Regions from separate parts of the Sus scrofa genome. Here region 1 is linked to region 2. The links are chromatin contacts, called in public HiChIP or PLAC-seq maps. All regions are on one chromosome and are shown on one strand. Each heading gives the region's core, a stretch centred on a gene start, on an enhancer-like site or on the middle of the called end of the contact. The rest is flanking DNA. Distances are from core to core; before and after follow the strand shown.

Evidence for each region. HiChIP or PLAC-seq counts read pairs in DNA pulled down with a chosen protein or histone mark.
Region 1: a contact with region 2 is called in an H3K27ac HiChIP or PLAC-seq map of skeletal muscle, with 18 times the contacts expected there. The contact joins the enhancer-like site here to the promoter of LOC102163780 in region 2. A contact is called at or near these places in 2 of 5 promoter capture datasets (fetal skeletal muscle and liver), 27 of 47 Hi-C or Micro-C datasets (adipose tissue, alveolar macrophages, blood and 13 more) and 2 of 2 datasets of contacts at active chromatin or transcription factors (alveolar macrophages and skeletal muscle).

Annotation. Positions count from the first base shown.
Region 1 is chr8:136,615,345-136,620,245 of Sscrofa11.1, reverse strand. No RefSeq gene overlaps it. Among named protein-coding and RNA genes, the nearest start is that of RASGEF1B, 62 kb to the right of the region's middle. Within about 2 kb of position 2,540, at least 12 of the 83 cell types and tissues checked have an H3K27ac peak or open chromatin away from gene starts, as enhancers often do. A contact at or near this core is called in adipose tissue, fetal liver, fetal skeletal muscle and 1 more, where this site is marked.
Region 2 is chr8:135,892,653-135,897,773 of Sscrofa11.1, reverse strand. LOC102163780 (vesicle-associated membrane protein 714-like) reads left to right here and starts at 2,101. Exons shown (of 6, transcript XR_002346908.1): 1 at 2,101-2,595. It also overlaps a transcript of RASGEF1B not described here.

The DNA of each region.
Region 1 (4,901 bases), core at 1,291-3,790, 720 kb before region 2:
AGTGTGATTTCACAGTGAGCGGAGGTCCAGCGGGAAACAGAAGGGACAGGACAGATAGGAGGGCCTCTGGAAATCTTATCAGACCTCCTGATTTTTTTTTTTCTTTTTTGCTTTTTAGGGCCACACCCGTGGCATATGGAGGTTCCCAGGCTAGGGGTCGAATCAGAGCTACAGCTGCTGACCTACGCCACAGCCACAGCAATGCCAGAGCCTTGTCTGCAACCTATACCACAGCTCACGGCAGTGCCAGATCCTTAACCCACTGAGCGAGACCAGGAATCGAACCTGCAACCTCATGGTTCCTAGGTGGATTCTTGTCCACTGCGTCATCATGGGAACTCCCAGAGCTCCTGGAATTCTCGGCCACACTGCACACCAGCCCTGGGGCCTCTGTCAAAGGCATCGGGAGGGCAGAGGCAGGCTCCACAATGCCTGGAGGGTAGCGTTTGTTATAACAGGATGGTGTCCTCCGTGGCCTCCGAGCGAGGGGAAAGGAGAGGACCGATGAGAAGACAGCGCAGCACGGGCAACGCCCATCCCCACCGGCTCCCCTGCACACTGGCCCCGCATCTCCTCACCACTCTGGGAGATGAGGGTGCTTCAGGTTACACCACAGACAATATTTCTGCAGACAAGTTCAAGGGACAGCTGCCAGAGGTCTTCCGCAGCGGCCTCCCTGGTCCGGGCACAGAGCACTCCAGCCTGGGGCCATGGCCCCGCGGCCACCTTGCTGTGTTCTCACACTAGATCAGCCCATCCTCTATCCGCGAAGACGGGCACAGGCTGTGCCCACGTTCTGGCCTCAGCACTAACCTCGCTGGCCTCAGGTCACTGGACTAGCTGATGTCTTTAAATGCATGCGGAGTGACCACGACGGCAAATGTAGTGAATGGGTGCAGATCAGTGAATTTCGAGGCCCTCTCTACCGAAGATCAGCCAGAGATCCCAACGGCACGTCTCTGCCGCGGGTGCTCAGTTCCGGTGGGAAGACAGGTTTCCACTCAGCAAACGCACTGGAGCCACGTTCTATGTAAGACAAGCCCGTCGGACAGAGCGGGGCACGAAGCGCCGGCCACCTGCAGGGCCTCCTGGGTTTCCTGCGGAGTCACACATCCACCCTCTCCCTGAGGACTGATCTTCAACTCTTCTCACCCCTGAACTGAGGGAGAAAGCTGGTCGTGGAGTTGGTGCGTGCACTTTGGCCACTGGGACGGGATCCCTAGTCACGCCGTCTCTCTAGGGCAAACCTTCCTTCGCATCTCTTGCCTTCCAGACTTGCAAAAGAGAAAGCAGGGTATGTTGGAACTTTTTTTTGACACACTAAAAAAACCTATTTAATTGTCTTGGCTGTGCCCACGGCTTACAGAAGTTCCAGGCCCAAGGACAGAACCTGCGCCATAGCAGTGACTTGAGCCACAGCAGCAACAATGCTGGATCCTTAACTGGCTGAGCCACGAGGGAACTCCTAAGCTTTGTTTATTGTTTATTTATTTATTTATGTTTTTATTTTTTCTTTTTAGGGCTGCACTTGCTGCATAGGGAGGTCCCCAGGCTAGGGGCTGAATCAGAGTGGCAGCTGCCAGCCTACGCCTCAGCCACTGCAATTCGGGATCCTAGCTGCATCTGCGATCTACACCACAGCTCAAGGCAACACCAGATCCTTAACCCACTGAGTAAGGCCAGGGATCGAACCCAAGTCCTCATGATATATGTGTGTGTGTGTATGTATTTTATGTATGTAATATATATATGGATGTAATTTTACCATAAGTCACACTTTAAAAATATCCATAAAATAAGTCCACAGCAGAACAGCCAATCACGTTCTATGCTCACCCTCACACGAGTCAAATGCTGAAATCAAAGAATCACAGGCCCAGAGTCCCAGAAAGCCTGCTGCAGCCAAGGAACCCAGGGTGCGAGTGTCTGGCCGTGTCCAGGGGACAGGAAGACACGGACCGAGTCAGAGTCCTTGCAGCTGTCTTCTCAGCACCGCCGAGTCCCTCTGCTGTTGTTTGTGTTGAGAGACAAGACAGCTGGGATAAAACTGGCATTGAAAACCCGTGTGTGTGTCAGCTCGTTCCTTCTCTTTTTAAGGGACACGCTAGGAAGGTGACACTGAGGGACCAGGGGATGCCCTGGGCCACCTGGCCCTCCTCCTCGCGGAGCTCCCGCCCTGGTGGGGAGGCAGCCTCTGGGCCTCCTGCCTCTCCCGCCCCAGTTCTCAGGATGGAGGGATGGGGGAGTGGGGACCAGGGGACGGAGAGGGAAGGAAAGAGCGGGAGAAGGCGGGAGCCGAAAATTCAGACACCAAGGCCCCCAGAGGCGGAGGAGGGCGGGCGGGCCAGGAGGAGAGCCCGGGAGGGTGGCAGAGAGCTAGAGGGCCGGCTACTCCGCCCCAGGCCTCCTCGATCGATGGGGGGAGCCCGGGCCTGCAGACCCGCGGCTGGAGCTTCCGATCTTCCTCGGGAGCAGGCTGGGCTCCAACTCTCACGTGACTCGCTCTGCTTTCTAAATGTTGGTAAAGCATGCGTTCCCCCGGGGGTTCACGGGTGAAGAGCAGCACACAGTGTCCATCGGGTGTGCGCTGGACCCCGGGCCGCACCCCGCGGGTTGGGCCGGGGAAGTTGCCGGCTAAGTTTAAGCCGCCGCGCGGGTCGCAGACGCAGCTCGGATCCCGCGAGGCTGAGGGGCAGGCCGGCAGCTGCAGCTCCGAGTCCCCCCCAGCCTGGCACCGTCCACAGGCTGCATGTATATGGTTTTTGGTCCGGAACCGAACCCTCAATAGCTCTGAGGTTTGCCGGCCCTTATCCGAATATCGACTTTTTTGTTTCGTTTTGTTTTATGAATGTTACGGGCGTCTAGGCGACCCCCGATGCTGCGTTAGTTTCGGGGCTGCAGAGAAGTGAGTCGGCTGCCTGCAGGTGCACCTACAGCGCCCTCTTTCAGAGGCGTCCCCGTCAGGCCCTCTCAGAGCTCCGAGCAGATGGCCACGACCTCGGCCGGAGGTCCTTGCGACCCAGCGATTTGGGATCCAGAAAACCTGGTTTTGCCGGGCGGGTTACTTGACCTCTCCGGGCCTCCACTGTCCCGTCCATGAAGCAGGGCGTCCCGGGGACCTTGCCCAGTCGTGGAGACGGTGAGATGGGCCTCTGTGTGGACCTGCCTGGCGCGTAGGTGTTGGAATCCCAAGAAGACCACTTGCCGGCCTGAGGAATCGAATGGTTACACTCCAGGAAGCCGCTTAGCAAACGCTGGAGGAATTCTGACTCCTCGCAATCTCTAGGAATACACAGACCTGCTCTTCAGGGAAAATACACAGCAACACACACACAAAGGCACATCGCAGGCCATCTACATTCCGGTTCAGGTGGTCACAGGTCCCCTGAGCTCCAGGGCAGGCTTCCTCGTTTCTGCCCGGAAGCATCAGAAGAGGGAACGTGCCGTCCGGGATCTTTGGTCCCTGGCGTCTGTGAGGACAGAGTCAGACCCAGACGCTCGCTGTGGGATGGTCGCCCCGCCAGCTGACTCTTCTCTGCCCATGGAAGAGGAACTGTCCACACCGCCTGCCAGCTCAAGGACCCGCTTCTGATCCAAATGTTTTCAAGGAGCCGGCAGATGCCTGGGCTGTGGAGACGGGGAGGGATGGGCAGGCAAACTGCATTTGTCACCGACCAGAAGGAGATGGTGTCAGGAGGGCACCCCTACGGGACTCGTGAGTGACGGGCTGGTGGGGAGCGGTGCGGGGCCCAGGGGCGGGCACCCCCAGATATGCAGAAACATCTCTCAGGAACAAAGTAGGAACCCCAGGCGGTAATGGAGACCAGGCCCCCTCTGAAGGCAATGGCTCTGAGTGTGCTGACGGAGCACTTCCGGGTAACAGGAGGCGTCACTGCCACACCATCCACTCACCTGACCTCTGACTCTAAACTTGGCAAAGTCATCTTTGGATGAACGGGGGGTTTGGGACTGGCCTAGGCACACTGAGGTGTACAGAATGGCTGGCCAGGGGGACCTGCTGTATAGCACAGGGAATCTACCCAGTATTCTGTGATTATCTATGTGAGAAAAGAATCTGACAGGGAGTTCCCACTGTGGTTCAGGGGTTAAGAACCTGCCTAGGATCCATGAAGATACGGGTTCAATCCCTGGCCTTGGGTAGTGGGTTAAGGTTCCGGTGTTGCCGAGGCTGTGGCGTAGGCCGGCAGCTGCAGCTCAGATTGGCTCCCTGGCCTGGGAACTTCCATACGCTGCACGTGTGGCCCTAAAAGGAGAAAAAAAAAAAAAAAAAAAGAATACGGCGAGAATGGATGTGTGTACATGTGTAACTGAATCCCATTGCTGTGCAGCAGAAATGACCACAACATTATAAACCAACTCAACTTCAATACAACTTTAAAAATGAGGGAAAAAAGTAATTTGGGGAGATGTTATAGAAACCCCCTCACACACATTCCTCTCCTGGCAGTATTACGACCCTTGACACCGAAATGGCTTTATGTGCCCCTGCTCTTTCTTCTGCATTTACCTGAAACTCAGGCTGAGACCATCTAAGAATTTCCTAAGAAACAGAACGGTCCGTAGCACTGCTCCCTCTGAAACTGAAGCATCTATGAGTCCATTGCTCTTAAATGGCAGATTGAAGATAAGCAAAGCCGAGGATCGCCTGGAGGTGGATCCGCTGAGCGGAAAGGGGCTGAGGCTGAGCCCGCCCTCTGCCGCCCTCTGCTGGCTGCTGAGAGGGAGCATTTCCCCAGAAAATCGGGAGCCGGCGGGATGCGCCAGAGGGATCGCTGTTCTTAACTGCTCTGCTGTTAAAGAAGGTAGGCGACACTTGGGACCTGCAGGAAAGAAGTAAAATATTGGGAGAAACTGAAGTCGTGTAGGAATTTCCCAGCTTT
Region 2 (5,121 bases), core at 852-3,351:
CGAATCCTGAGTTCACCGAGGAAACCTCCCGTTGACTAGGCTAAGCTCAAAACAAATACCAGATAATATGAGGTTCACAAAAAAGATAGCTTTTTTTTTTTAATTTTTAAGGAGTTCCCTGGTGGCCTAACAGTTAAGGATCTGATGTTGTCACTGCTGTGGCTCAGGTGTGACCCCTCACCCAGGAACTTCGGCATGCTGAGGACATGGGCAAAAAAAAAAAAAAAAAAAAAAGATAAGAGTTGTGTTACAAATTACATTTTCTGTTGCCGTACGCCTGAATTTGTGGGCTGTGCAAGGCTAACCCACCACACTCGCTTGAGAGGACTGTCTCCACATGAGGAGGTGACACTGAGAGGGGGACGACCCCACATCCACTTCTCCAACTATCGGATGCTTGTTGTCGTTACTGCAGCTCATGATTTCACTGCCCAGTGGCTTTCAGCCCCACGATTTACGAAACAGAAGGAGCAACACAAGTGTGGCCAAGTTCATTAAGCTTAGTTTTACTGTAAGAAAGGCCATACCAACGCATGACCTCAGAATCCACGTATTTCATTTTCCCACATCTAAGTGATGTAACCAGTGCTCGTAATTCAGTCTTCCCACCTGTAATGCAAGATATTATCCCCAAGTTGATTCACGATTTCCTTTACATAAAAGGACAAACGATTCAACCAAGCATTTTTCCCAGGAGCTATATAGTCTAGACCAGTTTTGCTGCTTGCTTGTCAAATCCAATTTGCCTGCACTGAGTTAAAATAAACTCAATCGACTACCTGTCTTCACCTCGTGCCAGGCACCCCAGAAGGCCATCAATTATTTCTCCTTTAAATTTATACCATTAGGAACAAACCAGTAATTCCCATCACCATAAAAACCTTATCACCATAAAAACTGCAACCACACATCTACAGTATGCTGCGTAATTATTTAATTTAAACTGGACGACTATCCCCATTTTACAGATTGGCACATGGAGTCTAGAAAGGTTAAGTTACAGCAAAGGCACAGAGTAAACGGCCGTGCCTGTATCTTGGATCCAAGGGTCCGACTTCTTTCCACTCTGCCACAACCCCTTGCCAATGGAAACATCTAAGCCTATCTGAAACTTAGTCTTTAAAACATTCTTGTCCAGGAACTCAAGGTCTAGGACTCGCCCGCCTCTCAAACCTGCCCCCGCTGCCGCACACCCTGCCTCTGCGCCGCACCCTCAGCCAACCCGGAGCGCAGTGCCCACGTCCAAGCCGCCACAGCTGCTCCGTCTGCCTGCCCTGCGCCACCGTCCTCCACCCCGGCCCTGACTGCGGAAACCCCGCTTCTGCTCCCGGGAGAGCCAGCGGCCTCCGCGCCAGCTGCGGCGATGCCTTCACCTTGCATTTGGCCTCGCGGCGACCGCCGGGCACCCGAGGCTGGCACTTGTCTGCACGTGCCTCCGTGACCACCACCAGACCATGCCCTCCCCCGGTCAGGGTCTGCAGCCTCGGCCTCCGCACACGCGTCCGTCCAGGCGCCCGGCGAGCGCGTGGGGGCTTCAGCAAATGCCCGTTGAGCTAACGCACGGGTTTTACTTGAAGTCGAGGTCTCTCTTTTACGTGTCCTAGGCTGCGACTGAATCCCATGTAGGTCAACACGGTGAAGTAACGGGCTCCTACGTGATTTTAAGGACGACCGCGAAAAAGGCGTCACTCACCCGAAGCCACTTGTTCCAGAAACCTCGTCGGGGCCTCATCACAGGCTCAGCCCCGGCAACAGCCGGCCCCGCCTCCCTCCCTGCCAATCATCCCCCCCCCGCGCCGGCCCCGCCTCCCTACCTGCCAATCACTCGCCCCCCCCCGCGCCGGCCCCGCCTCCCTCCCTGCCAATCACTCGCCCCCCCCGCGCGCCGGCCCCGCCCCCCTCCCTGCCAATCACTCGGGCCCGCCCCCCCCCGCGCCGGCCCCGCCTCCCTCCCTGCCAATCACTCGCGGCCCCCCCCCCCGCGCCGGCCCCACCTCCCTCCCTGCCAATCACTCGCCCCCCCCGTGCGCCGGCCCCGCCTCCCTCCCTGCCAATCACTCGCTCCCCGCGCCTGCGCAGACACCACCCTCTCGCGCAGCCCCGCCCCAGTCGCCGCCCCGAGGCTGTCGCGGGCGGTTGGGACCGCGGAGCCTTTCCTTCGCCGGCCGCCCGCGATGCCGATCACCTACAGCTGCATCGCACGTGGCCGAGCGGTCCTAGCGGAGCTGGCCCTGACCGGCGGCTCATACCAGGTACCCCTGCGGCGGCACTTCGGCCTTCGCCGGTTCCACCCGCCGCTCGGGCCTCGGCGCTGAGGGGCTGCCCTGAGCGGGCTGTGGGGGCGCGAGGCCCCGCCCCCGAGAGCGGCCTGTCCAGTGAGACGGGGAATCCCTGCCCCGAGCCGCTCCCGCTCCGAACGGCAGAGCCGCCAGTGCGCCGCCCAGCGGTTGGGGCTGGTGCTGCACGCCACCTGCTTGGCGGTCGCTTCCTGTTTAATTCCAGAGACCCTTCAAGATGTTCTCTCCCCCCAGACATGGCCTGCGATTCAACGCACATTTATTGAATACATGTTAGTCGCACAATCCCGGAGTAAAGGTATGAGGGATGCAACAATGAAGAGAAGGCGGCGCCTGGAGTTGTCACTTCAGGAGCACGTTGTCCATTTATACCCAAAGGCTGCATTCAGATGTCTTACTGTGTAAAAAGCATTTCAGTGCAGGTGGATCATGATTGCTACTCTAGCATTCTGGAAAGAAAGGCTGGCTTGCCAGCCACAGAGGAGGTGGTGGTCGGGTGCTTGGCTTAGAAGCATTACAAGTCAGCTGTAGCCTGGCCCGGGGAAGGGGAATGGGCCCTCTATGCAGAGGGAACAGCATGGTGTGCTTGGGGAACCTCAGGAATTCAGTGTGGCTGGAGCAGAGCACAGTATGTAGGTACTAAAGATGAGGTCAGAAAAGTGGACCAAGAATAATTAATGAAGGGTCTTATATGCAGTTTGTTTTCTTATCCTAGAGAAACCAGGGAGCAATTAAAGATTTACAGTAGAAGAACAGCAAAATCTGATCCATCTTCTGGGAGATTTGGTCTAGTTTCAATAGAGAAGGTGGATTGGAGGGAAGAGAACCAGCTAGAAGGATATCGTTGTTGTTTATCTAGGACCTCAGGGCCTGAGCTCAGGCAATGACCTGCAGCAGGAAAGGGGGACAGGGGCAGATCCTGAAGAGACTTTGTAAAATAACCTTCAGGAGTTAATGACTGGTCGAATATGTGGGATAGGGATCAGAGCCATGCCGAGGCTGAGCCTCAACTTTTTTTTTCTTTTTTTTTAATCTTTTCCCCCCCAGCTCTATTGAGATATAATTGACATATAACATTGTGTAAGGTGTACAATGTGAAGATTTGTCAAAATTTTTTTCTTAGGCGACATTAAACATGATAGAAACTACATACAGAGGAGCAGGATTGTGAGGGAAGGAGTCAGAGGAAGTGCAGGGGAGGAGGAGGGGAGTACAGTTTGGGACAGGTTAAATTTTGTTGCCAGTTAGAAATAGCCAGTATATGTATATTTATTCCTCCGTCTTACTTCCAAAACAAGTCATAAAAATGGCCAATAGGTAGCCCTCAGAGGGTCAGAGCTAACAGTTAAAGATGCTTGAGGTAGGCAAGACGGCCCGAGAAGAGTCTGGAGAAGAGCAGCAAAAGGCAGAACACTGCTGGGAATAGCAAAGAGAAGTGGGTCCCCATATGAGAGCCATGAGGTTCTGAAGGCCAAGAGAAGAAAATTACAAGAATGTCTAAGCCCCAGGGAAGTTGAAGAAAACCTACAAGGTGTTCATTGGACTCATCCATTAGGTGACACGAGAGGTAGAGGCAGAAGCCAGATTGCGTTAGGCCGAGCGAATGGGAAATGAGGGAGTAGAGAGCGTGCAATTCTTTCCAGAGTTTAGAAAGAGAATGAGATGGGGTGAAAAGAAGAAGAAGCATAGTCCGGGAAAGGGCTTCGTTTTTTAATACAAGAAAACACGTGCATCGCCTGATGGAGGGGAGAAGAGGCTGAAGACTAAAGGCTCAGGGGTGGAGAAAGACCTGAAGGAGCACAAAGGAAGGGAATCCAGGGTGGCAGTCGAGGTGTGCGCCTTGGGTTAGAGGAATCCAGGGTGGGTGGCAGTCGAGATGCGAGTCTTGGATTAGAGGAAGGCGTCTTTCTCTTGGGGAAAGAGGGGGTGTGGGCATAGACCTGGAACCTGGTCTCTGGGGCTCTCCTCTGTGCCCGGCCCTTAGATGCTGTGTTTCTCAGTGTTCTGTCTTCAGCCCTCTTTTAACTTGACACATTCATTCACACCCACGGACCCCGTTACTTTGATGACTGCCCACTCCCCTTCCAAAGTAGTCTCCCTCTACGGTTAGATTGCCTGATAGATGTTCAAGCATGTAGTGTCCAGCACTAACTTAATTCTTTCCCAGCAGATGCCTCCCCATGTGTGTCTAATCCTGCTGCGTAGTTCTGCCGAGGCATGCAAGCTGGAAACGGGGCACCTCCCATCTTTCCCTCTTCTTCACCCTCACATTTGTCCTTTGCCACCAGGCTCTATCAACTCCCATCTCCTGAGTGTGTCTTGAATCCATCTCCTTGTGTCTGAACCACATCTTCTTCAAGGCCCTCGTTACTTCTCACCAGGATGACTGAGAATGCCTCCCAACTGATCTCCCAGACCTCATCCTTGTCCCTCTCAGAGCCTGCCTCCACCCTGCTGCCCAGGAGTGTTCCTAAAAGCAGATATGCCCAAAGCCACTGGCTGGGACCTGATTACTCTCAGAATAAAGTTCACACTCCTGGAGGTCCCATCATGGCGCAGTGGAAACGAAGCCGACTAGTATCCACGAGGACTTGGGTTCAATCCCTAGCCTCGCTCAGTAGGTTAAGGATCCTGCGTTGCTGTGGCTGTGGCATAGGCCAGTGGCTGCAGCTCCAATTCGACCCCTCGCCTGGGAACCTCCATATGCCGAGGATGCAGCCTTAAAAAGACAAAAAAAAAAAAAAAAGGACTAATTAGTACAACTTATATCTATGCATTTATATGTATATACACAAAGTATATTTATGCGATTTTAATATTTTCC